2 separate regions of the Oryctolagus cuniculus genome follow, and region 2 is linked to region 1. A link is a contact called in public Hi-C data. All regions are on one chromosome and are shown on one strand. Each heading gives the region's core, a stretch centred on a gene start, on an enhancer-like site or on the middle of the called end of the contact. The rest is flanking DNA. Distances are from core to core; before and after follow the strand shown.

What was found. Hi-C and Micro-C count contacts between places; a contact is called where the count stands out from the background.
Region 2: a Hi-C map of an unstated tissue shows a contact between it and region 1, with 2.8 times the contacts expected there. The contact joins the promoter of KCNMB4 here to the enhancer-like site in region 1. A contact is called at or near these places in 2 of 6 Hi-C or Micro-C datasets (skin fibroblasts and an unstated tissue).

The regions. Positions count from the first base shown.
Region 1 is chr11:72,436,287-72,442,762 of mOryCun1.1, forward strand. It overlaps MYRFL (myelin regulatory factor like), which reads left to right. Exons shown (of 27, transcript XM_008256780.4): 5 at 3,450-3,517; 6 at 3,603-3,861; 7 at 4,555-4,646. Among named protein-coding and RNA genes, the nearest start is that of MYRFL, 61 kb to the left of the region's middle. Within about 2 kb of position 3,870, at least 1 of the 8 cell types and tissues checked has an H3K27ac peak or open chromatin away from gene starts, as enhancers often do.
Region 2 is chr11:72,910,569-72,916,380 of mOryCun1.1, forward strand. KCNMB4 (potassium calcium-activated channel subfamily M regulatory beta subunit 4) reads left to right here and starts at 3,699. Exons shown (of 4, transcript XR_011380162.1): 1 at 3,699-5,522.

The sequences.
Region 1 (6,476 bases), core at 2,620-5,119:
TGTCTGCTAATCCAGTATCTGCATCATCTCTGGGCTGGCGTCTGTTAAATCCCTTTCCCTCTGGGTGAGGTCCCATTTTCCTGGTTCTTTATTGTTGAAGATTCTTAAAAATTATTTTAATGTATGTATTATTTTTATTTATTTGAAAGGCAGAAGGATACAGAGAGACAGAGGTGGACAGACAGGGAGAGATCTTCCACATACGGATTCACTCCCAAAATGCCTGAAACAGTGAGGGCTAAGTCAGGCCAAAGCCTGGAGCCCAGATCTCAATCTGGGTCCCCCCATCAGTGCAGGGACTCAAGTACTTGAGATGTCAGTGCTGTCTCCCAGGTGGGCATCAGCAGGACACTGGAATCAGAAGTCCAGCATTTGGATTTGGGCGGGCCAAGTGCACCCAAGTGTGGGCATCCCAAACGGTGACTTAACAGCTACACACCCCTGTTGAATAATTCTCAGTTGCATTCTGGACATCTTTCCTCTGCAGAGCATAGATACTTTTGTTGTAGAAGGCAATTACTTTGCTTAGACTCAACTGTAAACTCTCTCTGGGGATGTAGCTAGCATTTCAATGCAGTCCTTTTGTCTTAGGCTATGTGTAACCAGCCCCACCCAAGGCTGGCTCAGAGACTTGAGCAGATATACACAGAATCTGCATCTGTCTTCCAAGATTCCCTTTTCATTTGTCATCAGCTGTGTTTTCCCAAAGTCTGTTTGCTAGTTCTTCAGGCCAGAAGGACTGTGGGTTTCTGTAGGAGTGTTAACCACTCTGTGGTCTCTCCTTAACCCAGGCTGAAAGCTGTGAAGAGGTAACTCACCCGGTGCCATCACCTTCTTCCCAGTTCCAATGGCTCCATGGGGGTCTCTTTTCCCGTGAGTTTAGAGTTTTCATCTGTAGGAGGCTTAGACCTGCAAGGAGGTTACCAGTTGTAACAGCAGCAAAAGGGATCTTTTGGATCTTTTGACATTCCTTATTTATCTGGTTATTTGTTCGCTGTCTTTAATATTGAAAGCTTTCTGAAAATGTCTGTTCCTACATTGTTTTTTTCCTGTTTGGGAAGTTCTGAGTGCAAGCTGTTAGTTTCAAAGGATGAACTTTGTTATAGAGGGATCAGGCAGGGACTTGCTGCTTTCTTGGTAACTTCAAAGTACCATTTTCCCCTCTGAATACATCTGATTTTTCTTGAGAGCAGTATTTCAGATTCCTTCTTGTGGGAAATCTGCTTAGATGCACACAAAGCAGAGCTGAGAAAGTGTCTCACAGGTCAGCATTGAGATTTTCTTAAATTTTATTTATTTTTTATGGAAAAGGCAGAGAGACAGACTGATGGGCAAAGTGATTCAGGTGTCCACCACAGCCAAAGCTGGGCCAGGCTGAAGCCAGGAGTCAGGAACTCCATTTGTTTCTCTGCTGTGGGTTGCAAGGACCCTAGTACTCAGGTCATCACTGCCTCTCAGGGTGTGCATTAGCAGGAAACTGGTAAAATTTATTTGAGAGGTGGGAGGACGGCTCTCATCCACTGGTTCACTCTCCAAATGCTCTCAACTGCTAGGGGTGGGCCAGAGCTGAAGCTGGGTGCTGGGACTATCATCCAAGTCTCCCACATGGGTGACAGGAAATCAAACAGGTGGGCCATCACCAGCACCTCCCAGAGTGTGCACCAGCAGGAAGCTGATGTCAGGATCTAGAGCTGGGAAGGGAACTCAGGGAACTCACGTGTTCTGATATGGGAGGTGGGCATCTTAGCAGCCAGGCCCGCCACCTGCTGCTCAGTTGAAGTTTTAACGAATCCTGCCATTTTCAGGCAGTACCTCACCAGGTCCTTACCCGTGCCTGGAAGACCTGTGCCCCAGTTCCCCTGGTTCTCTTTTTCCGTAGTGGATCTTTCCAACTACTGGACTGAAGGGGGCTGATATCCAATCACGGGGTGGGGGAGCTAACCTAAGGGTACGACTGTTTCTTTTTTTTTTTTTTTTTTTTTTTTTTTTTAATTTTTTGACAGGCAGAGTGGACAGTGAGAGAGAGAGACAGAGGGAAAGGTCTTCCTTTTGCCGTTGGTTCACCCTCCAATGGCCGCCGCGGCCAGCGCGCTGCGGCCGGCGCACCGCGCTGATCCAATGGCAGGAGCCAGGAGCCAGGTGCTTTTCCTGGTCTCCCATGGGGTGCAGGGCCCAAGCACTTGGGCCATCCTCCACTGCACTCCCTGGCCACAGCAGAGGGCTGGCCTGGAAGAGGGGCAACCGGGACAGAATCCGGCGCCCCGACCGGGACTAGAACCCGGTGTGCCGGCGCCGCTAGGCGGAGGATTAGCCTATTGAGCCGCGGCGCCGGCCACGACTGTTTCTTAATCAAATCTTTAACCAACTGTTTTGCTCTCAGCCCTGCCCTTGCCCCTGGCAACTCCCACGTCCAGGTACTTCTGTGGGGTTTTGTTGGACTGGATGCTTTTTCTTGGCTTCCTGCATCCCTTCCACCTGGGAATCCAGTCCGCATCCACCCTGGCTCTGCCTGGCACCGTGTTATTGTCTGCTGTGTGTTCACACTCGATGTCCTTCTACACTTACACCTCTTTATTCTTCCATGCTCATGGGCATGAGATTTTTGGAGAATGGTCACTGTGTTCTCTTGTCTTACTCATAGGAAGTGAATAAATGATAATGAGCCCATTTGAGGAGAAAGCGTAACTTTTCCAGTAAATGAAAAACACAAACTTTTCCCTTCCTCATATTATGTTGGAAACTTAACAAGATGGTTTACTCTCCAAGCCAGAGCATCAAGTGCAGAGTGTGGTGCTTATATCAAGGGTTTCTGAAGTCTAAAGAATCTGAGGGTCTGTCTTTCTCTCTCTTCCTCTTTTCTCTTTCCTTCCTCACTTCCCTCCTCCCTTCTCTCCCCCACCCCTTTCTTCTTCATTTTGTAAAACCCCTGAGCTCTTTCCAAAAGTTTTGGGATCCCTCAGAGCATAGATGGCAAGCTGTCGCTTTAGTGACAGCCTTTACACTACCTTAGCCCACACAGAATGTGCACCTGTCTCTCGTGTGTGGATGTTGGGAATGTTATGAAATAATGATATCATTTAAGCTGTCCTGCACATGCACAATGTCTGGAGCATGATGCTGTGGATTTGAACACGTTGTTTCTCTTCATTTCCACGATGCTGTGAGGTGGGTGTGATCACTATCCTATTTGGTAGTGGAGGAAACGGAAGCCACAGAGGTTAAGCACTTGTTTGTGGCTACAGCTAGGAGCTGCGAGAGCTAGGGCACCAAGCCCTGTCACTCAATCGCGCTGTGACCCTGGGATGGTCTGGTGAGCTCTGTGTGGTCCCCACCCAGAGCAGTTGGCATCAGCACAGTGGGAGCTGTGCTCAGACCTGCCTCCCAGTGGGAACGTAACTGTTAACAGGACCGCGTAAGACCGGAAAGCAACACGTGTCTCTAATCCGCAGGCAAGGCCAGCTCCCTGACAGCCCACCCTACTCCGCATCAGACTCATGCTCCCCTCCGCAGGGCAAAGGTGAGTGAGGGCTCGCCCTGTGCCTCCTCCTCTCAGACTCCGGGTGGTAAGGTGCAGAGGCACTCCCTGCCGTGTCTTCCCGCAGATGCCTGCCACGGGACCCTGAGGACCACACCTGGCCGGGCCCCAGCTGCCTTTCCCCACAGCACAGCTGCTCCCCGGATGCTGCCCGCGCACCCTCCACAGAGCGTGGCTGCCGTGAGCTATGCCTGCCAGACCCACGGCGGCTTTCACACCTGCTGTCCCGACACCGGCCACCCCGCCCCTCCACCGGACCAGTGCGCGCCCTCGCATCTGGGGCTAAGTTGTTCTCACCATCAGCAAACGCTGTGCCACATCCCTGGGTAAAGGGCACCGTATTTAGCCTTGACCGACCTCAGCAGAAAGCCTTCAGCAGGCGGCCCCTGTGGCAGTGACCTAGACTGTCCAGCGGACTCCTGTCCAGGAGGTGGCAGTATTGAGACGTGTATGGGCCGCGGCGAGGCCCTGGTGTTCTTGCCTTAGCCCATCTTTTAATTACAAACCTACCAAACCCAAGGCCCTCATTCAACAAGGACCTGAAGTACAGGGATTTTCTGGGCGAGGGAGGAAGTGCTGTTTTTATGGGAATCTGCTCAAGGGAATCTGAATGAACTATCAGAAAACTATCCATCAATTAAGTATTGACTGATATCCCCCCCCCCCCTTTCCTTCTTTCATTCCCTTGATTCCTTCTGGATCTAGAGGATGGCAAAGGGCATCAAAAACTGTGGGAAAAAAAAACCTCAGGTGTAAAGCATACACCTGTGTTTTAATTTCCTGTCGTCTCTCTCTCAGTAAGTTCTCTGCCTTTGGAAATGTCTGTTTTCTAGGCAAGAGAGTCTCCGACCCACTGGATAAGGGAAAACTGAGTTTCAGACTAGTTGGGCTCAAGGCACCTTAACCAACTGGACTTAGTCTTAGGAAAGTGGAGAGCAGATACCAGGGAGAGTGCAGTGATGTAATGTGACGGAGAGCAAAGAAGATGCCTAACGTCCATTCTGCTTTCTTGATTCTAGAACCTCCCTGCCCCCCAGCAAGAAGAGGAAGCACACACAGGCACTGGAGGGCCCCGAGGACTGCCGAGTGTGGCCGCACTACCCCAGACCAAGTGAGCAAACCTGGGGCAGGGGACAAGACCAAGATTGACCACCAGCCTTTGAATAGCTGTACAAGATTTCGTTCTGTTTCAGAGAGAGAGAGAGTGCTTTCCTTCCCCTGGACGTGCCTTTTCATGCAGGGAGGGTCACACAGGTGCTCCCAGGAAGAGCTGCCGTTGTCTCTCCCTGGTGCAGGTGCAACCCCAGTGTTTCAGTTTTAGGAGCACCATGTCTCAGAAGGCCCGTGCTTCAGGCCGGCAAGAGTTTGCTGGTGCACCTGTTGCCTGGCTGAGTGCAATCCTCTTTGACTGTAATGTGTCTAGAACAGCATGAGGCTCTTGGTCAAATGCGGATTCTGATTCAGTGAATCTGCTACGGGGTGTGAGATCTACATTTCTAGCATCTCCCAGGTGAGGCCAATGCTGCTGGTTCCTGGAAGGCACTCTGAGCAGCAAGAGGTCAGAGGATGTCTCCACGGGAGTGGGAGGGATGGGGCGTTGAGCTTTCCTGGGACTCCACCAAACCTGGGAGTTCTGAGTTGAGCTTTGAAACTCCGGAAAATCATGTTGGAGGTCTTCCATCGGTATCATCTGATGCCCCAGGGGTCAGCCTATCTTTTTTTTAGTCTTATATAAAATGAAACATACTATGTTTGAGCTTAGAGACCTCATCAAGTTGTGAAGAAAGTGTTATCTTTTGGAGTCCGAAGACTTGAACTTCTGAATTTTCCAAGCAGATTCTCTGGTCTTTACTAGGGAAAAGGATGATACTCCAGGAGACTTTCCACCACCGTAGGTTCTCCAGTGCAGGCTGTGTGAACAGAGCTTTGCATTCAGGGCAACAAGTCCCTGTAGCAGCTTCGCATGAGGTTTCCCTCTTGGGGCTCCCCTCTCCATGGCCCCCAACCTCTAGAAGTTTACACTGCCCGGAAGGGAGCTGTGTGTGGCTTTCTAACCTGAGTAGGGGAAGATGCCCCTCCTAGCCAGAGACACTGTCTTTGTCTTCCACAGCCCCAGGGTATGAGCTCAGCTGGCAGGGGCATCTGACTTCAGCTCCAGCATGGGCTCTAGAGGCCCTTTAGGGGATGATGACCTCCCCTTGTCAGCCAGGTCCCCCAGGTCCCCATCCCCAGGGACCACCCTTGCCCAAGCAACCCCCTCCTTTGGCCAGAAGTTGATTTTTCTGTTCTCAGCCCTGGAAATCCAGCATGCTCATGGAAACCCCCCTTTTGGATGATCTCAAGCTCCCTGCTCATGTCCCATGTGAGGTGACATTAATTTCTTCATTGTCATTAGCCTGTGGCTTCTTTATGATTTTCCAACATAATAGGCCAACTGAGTTCTTAGCCAGAAGGGGGAACCATCTGTTCACCCTCCTCCTGGTGCCCCAGCTCCCTGGAGGTACTGGCGAGTCACTCAGCCCTTCCAGGAGTTTCCACGTCCATCCAGATTGTTACACAAAGCACCCTGGCCAGTCCAGAGTTAAGCTCCTTCCTGGGGTGGTTTGTGGCTGCAACCCTGAGATAGCACTGGTTTCTCAAATCTTCAGAAAACAGCCACAGGAGAGTCTGCGTTTCCTATGGGGTGGCCAAGGACCCAAGTACTCAAGCCACTTCCTGCTACTTCTTGGGGTGCACATTAGCAGGAAGCCAGAATCATAAGTGGACCCAAAGACTCCAACCCAGCCACCTTGGCATGGGATGTGGGTTTCCCAAGTGCTGTGTCAATGCTTGTCCCAAAAAATAATACTTTGTAAAAGCACCATTGTTTGAACTCTTTGCTGGTGGCAGACACTGAGCTAAGCACTTTGTAGAAGTTACCTCACTGCATCCCTTCAAGAAC
Region 2 (5,812 bases), core at 2,449-4,948, 470 kb after region 1:
CCCTTCATAGGTTTCACTATAGGGATTTTGATTTGAGGATGTAAACACACTTAAATCCATTTGTAAAGCTTTTGGCATTACCTACACTTCTGTTTTTTACTTTAATACAGAAATTTCTTAAGAGGTAGCATAGTAGAAAAATAATGAACCTTATAACAGGACTAAGTATGTGTGAAGCCTTGAAAAAATTAATCTCTGAATTTTGTTCCTTCTTAATGTTGGAAGATTAAATTAGGACATTTGTAAATAACGTAGTTTATAATGTGTGCTCAGAGGTGTAGGTCCATTTCTCCCAAGACAGGTGCTCTCCCTGTTAACCATAATGCTAAGAATTCCAGAATCATTTGAAAAGATTTTTTAACTTCATTAGATACTGTCACATAGCAATACTAAAATTTTTGAAGGACATGACAAGAACAAGATCAAATTGGAAGTAGATCCTAGAAGGTTGAGGAGATTTTAGTCCAACCCTTTCCTGTGGAAGAAGAGGAAACAATGTAACATGAATTGTTTCCTTCTTGTCAAACTATTCACTATTAAAAGGGATCAATGTCCCCCTGGCTTCTATCCCTTTTACCATATAGATGTTTGTGTATCTCTTACAGAATTTCACTTCAGTAATGGGAAAGAGTAACAGGTGGTGAGGATTTAGGAACTCCAGGAAGTCCTACTAGTATGATACTGACAACCCACTAGTAGGAAGTGATCATCTGTGTTTTGTGTTTTCCTCTATTGAAAACATAAAGTCTGTATACAAACATAAATTTGAACTAGTACTATTTCAAACAAAATGCAAAGTCTGGGAGCTTCTTCATTAATGTTGAGTTCAGCGATAATTAAGATCCCTTCCTGTTGTAATAAATGATTATAAATACCTAGAAGTATAATAAGTAATGTTTCCAGTAATAATTACATGCTTAGTATACATGAACTTTTGGGCAGGAAAAAATAATAATCCAAAACAATGGTAGTCACAAAGGAAATTCATTTGAACTTAAAATTGCTGGCTTTGGCCTAGCCCAGCCCAGGCCTTTCAGGCTGTCTAGGGAGTGAACCAGTGGATGGACGAATATATATATAATGTATATATATGGTGAATATATATAATATTCACAATACAGCATGGCAAGAAAGTTAATTTCTTGTTATCAGTGAACTAAACTTTGGTAAAGTTGAAAGTGTAACTTTCAGTTTGAAGACCAAATAAAAAGGAAAGTCCATTTTCTGTAACATTAACAAAACGTACAATTTTTTGCTAAACCAAAAAAAAATTTCTAGTGTAGATACTTTCATTATGTTTATTCTTACCTAATTATCCAAGGTGCGAGTGTTTAAAACTTAACACAAAGAATGAATTTAATGAAAAAGTCTATAATATTAATTTTCTCACTTTTGTATTTTAGCCATCTAAGTATTTAAAATTTTATTATCAAAAAAATTCAAAATGTGCCAAGTTTTAAAGTTTATAAAAGCTCTCCTTACACTTTTTCAGACTCTTCATAAAACTATATGTACATATTAAATTGTGTTTTCCAACTGTTAACATCTGCCACAGGGTTTTTTTAAGAATATTGATCATGAAAATAAATTATAAATGAGAGTGGCTTTAATGTCTGTGTTTGTATCGATTTTATTTTCCTTTTAGGTGGGATTTCATCAAGCTGTGAGTCTCCTGAAAAAGGCTGCAGACAGTGATGTCCGTCAAATGTCAGTCTGGTTCGAGTGTTTTTGGTGTTATATTGTAACTGGTGGAACAGCATTCAGAGAATTAGCTGCTTTTTCTTTGCCCTCCAGGGATCAGCAGGTGCTCAGCAGCCTCAGGAGCTCAGCACTTCTGAGGTCTCTGGGGTTCTACCACCATTCTGACCAGAGAATCAATGGTGACCCACTCTGAAATTGAGGGGTGGACATAGCCAGTCGTGCTTGAATGTGGGAAGACAGCCTCACTTCAAGTAAATGAAACTGGGGCCAGCATTGTGGCACAGCAGGTTAAGCTGCTGTCTGGGATGCCAGCCTCCCATATGGGAGCTAGTTCCAGTCCCGCCTGCTCCACTTTTGATCCAGCTCCCTGCTACAGCACCTGGGAAAGCAGAAGAGGATGCCCAGTGCTTGGGCCCCTGTACCCATGCAGGAGACCTGGAAGAAGTTCCCAGCTCCTGGCTTCGGCCTAGCCCAGCCCAGGCCTTTCAGGCTATCTAGGGAGTGAACCAGTGGATGGACAATCTTTCTCCCTCTCTCGCTCTCTCTTTTTTTTAAAGATTTATTTACTTGAAAGTCAGAGTTACACACAGAGAGAAGGAAAGCAGAGAGAGAGAGAGAGAGAGAGAGAGAGAGAGAGAGAGGTCTTCCATCCGCTGGTTCACTCCTCAGATGGCCGCAATGGCCGGAGCTGTGCCAATCCGAAGCCAGGAGCCAAGAGCTTCTTCTGGGTCTCCCACGGGGGTGCAGGGGCCCAGGGACTTGGGCCATCTTTGCTGATCTGCTGCTGCTTTCCCAGGCCATAGCAGAGCTGGATCGGAAGTGGAGCAGCCAGGACTAGAACTGGAGCCCATATGAGAAGTTGGCACTGTCAAAGGCGGCTTTATCCCTTATGCCACACCGCTGGCCCCTTTTCCTCCCTCTCTCTCTAACCCTTTCAAAAAAACTTTTTAAGTAAAGGAAACTAATAAGCACTCAGTTCCATTAAGGGTAAAATAAATTGATCACATTTGTGAAATCTTTTGATATGTTTGAGAAGTGAACTAATTTAAAATAGGAGGAAAGTAAATGTTTAAAGAACAGAAGGCCGGGTAGCACTCGTTTCTTCAAATAATTGTAAAGAAATGATTACATGCCAAACTACAAACAAATTGATTCAATGGTTCTAAAGAACTTACGTTAAACTGCAAATGAATTTTCTGATTTTCTGATGTTCCTAGTCTTGGAAGAGCATCTGAGAAGAATTTTGAGACAGAACACTTTAAGCTCTGAAATCACTGAAAACTCAATAATACTCCTTCAAGTAGTTCTAGGCCCCTCCCCCATCCATGAGCAAGAATGGGAATGAATTCCTGGCTCAGGTTCCGCCCCTGTGCAACCCCAGCTGCAATAGCTGCCTGGAGTCTGTGAGGGGGCTTTGCTTTGCTGCCGCAGGGTGAAGCCTGTGACCACGGGGTAAGCTGTTCTAACTAGCAACTCACTTTGCTTTCAGCTACTGAAATTACGCACATTGGTCTCGCACCAACAGAAAAGGCTGGGAATGATGGCAGTCACTGGGTAAAAACGGGACGGTAGCAAAGTACAAAGCGTCTTCCTCAGTTCGACGTTTTCCTAACCCAGTCATCTTCTTGAAAAACAAAAAAACAAACGAAAGAAAACAAAAAGCAGGGTCTCCCAGCAACTCAAGTTGATGTGTCCACTGCTTGGAAATCCGCATTGCCTCTCACATAAAGACAGAAAGGAACGGTACTTGAGCAGAACCGCAGGCGAAAGGTACGCGATACCAGTTAAGCAACATCTGAAGCCCAGGACAGAGAAGACAAGAGCCCCACGTCTTCATCAGGAGCACAATTTAGTTTTTGCTCATCTGGGACTTGCAAAACACAACAAAAAAAAATACACTTATGTATGCTTTGCCACGAAGTGAGCATCTTGATGATAATTTCAAGATGTAGTAGTAGTCAAGTTTGATAGAAGTACGGTTTGAGAAAAGGCAATGTTGGAACAAAAACAAGGACTTGAGCCTGACGGTGCACCGGCGGGGTGGGGGTGCAGGGAGCCGCGGGAAGAGCTGGGAGAGCACAGAGCCCGGAGGAGCGGTACCTGGCCCAGGCGGGTGTGCGCAGCGATCCTGGGAAGCTCATGAGGAACCGCGGGCCACTGCAGGGCCCCCGGGCGGCGAGGCTCCCGAGCGGGGAAACCGCCGAAGGGGTCTGTCCTCGGGAGCTGCGAAGCCAGGGGGCGGTGCTGATCGGGGCAGCGGCGTCTCTTCGCCTGCCCGCCTCACGCCCCGTTTCCTTCGGACCCTCTTCAGCCAGCCCCAGCCAGGAGGACAAATCTCACGAGGCGGACCCTGCTGCCGCGAGGTTCGGTCGAGGCCCCGGAAGCAAGTTTCGCCCGTCTCGCCGGCGCCCCGCGCGATGCCTCCACAGCAGACTCCACCTGCCTGCGTCTGTGCCGGTCCGATCTCGCCGTCCGCGCCGGGGATGCGGGCCTGCGCCGAATGCCGGGACGGAGCGGTGCCCGCGCTCGCAGGGACCCGGGGGGCGGCAGCGTGGGCGCAGCCGGGCCACACTCCTCGCCGCGCCGCCAGCCCCTGCCCTCCCTAGCCAGGACCTCCGCTCGCCCGTGGGCTTCCACGTCGGTGCGCTCGGCCCGGCCACCCCTGCCCGCTTCCCCGGGCGCCAGCTGCCAGGCGACCGGCCAATCCGCGTGTGCAGTTCAAGATTCCCGCCGCTCCACTGGCTCTTCCCCCTTCCCCTCTGTTTTCCCATTTTTTTTTCTTTTAAACTTTCACCCCGGTTAAGCTGTTTTGATCCCAAATCCTCAACTCGGACATCTCTCCGGCGGGATTCAGCGCGGCCTCGGAACACCCGCCGTCGCCGTCCCCGGTGCGCGCTCGCCCCCTCGCCCGCCGGGGACGCACCGGGGCGGGGCGGGGCGGGGCCCGAGGGCTCCGGGCGGCGGCGGCGGCGGAGGGGCGGAGCAGCCTCCCGCACCGGGGGGAGCCCTGGGGCTCGCCCCTGCCCAGCCGTTCGGACCGTGGCGGCCGCTGCCCGGCGGGTGCGCGCAGCAGCGGCCAGCGGGCCATGGAGACCGGGAGACGCTCGGCGGGAGGAGGCGGGGTGGGGGAGGCGGGGAGAGCGCGGGCGTGGAGGCTGGCAGGGGGCGCTGGAGGCTGGAGCGGTCCGTGCGCTCCCCGCGCCCGAGGGTGCAGGCGGCTCTGAAGCGGCGGCTGCTCCGCCGAGCCGGCGCGGCGGCTGGGGGCGCGCGGGGCGGGGGGGGGGGGCTGCCGCCGCCGCCGCCGCCGCCGGGGGCGTCGCCGGGCTCGGCCCCTTTGTTCTCGCGCGCTCCCCCTCGCCGCCCACTCCCCTGCTGTCGCGCGGCGGCGGCGGCGGCGGCGGCTCCTCCCGCCCGAGGCAGTCGGGCTGGGCGCCGGGGGCGGGAGGGGGCGGGGGGAGCGCGCCAGCCGCCGAGAGTGGGGGGCGATGGCGAAGCTCCGGGTGGCTTACGAGTACACGGAAGCCGAGGACAAGAGCATCCGGCTCGGCTTGTTTCTCATCATCTCGGGCGTCGTGTCGCTCTTCATCTTCGGCTTCTGCTGGCTCAGTCCCGCGCTGCAGGATCTGCAAGCCACGGCGGCCAACTGCACGGTGCTGTCGGTGCAGCAGATCGGCGAGGTGTTCGAGTGCACGTTCACCTGTGGCGCCGACTGCAGGGGCACCTCGCAGTACCCCTGCGTCCAGGTCTACGTGAACAACTCCGAGTCCAACTCCAGGGCGCTGCTGCACAGCGACGAGCACCAGCTCCTGACCAACCCCAAGGTAAGGACGCCCCGCGCGAACGACGCCTGCCGCCTGCGGGGCTCCGGAGGGTGGGTGGCGGCCTCGGCGTTGGAGCGCCCGCGCGGGGTGGGAGGAGACCGCGCGTCACACCGCAGGCTGACCTCAAACCCGGAGCCCCCGGCGCGGGGCCCTCCTGCAGGTGCGTTCGTGCTCCGCGGCGCGCCCTCCGCACCTGTCTTGCCGGTTCTGGGGTTTTGAGGCCTCGCGCCCAGAGCGGGTCCGGCGTCCACGCCACGGGCTTAGGAGACAGGCGGGGAGCCGAGAAAGTT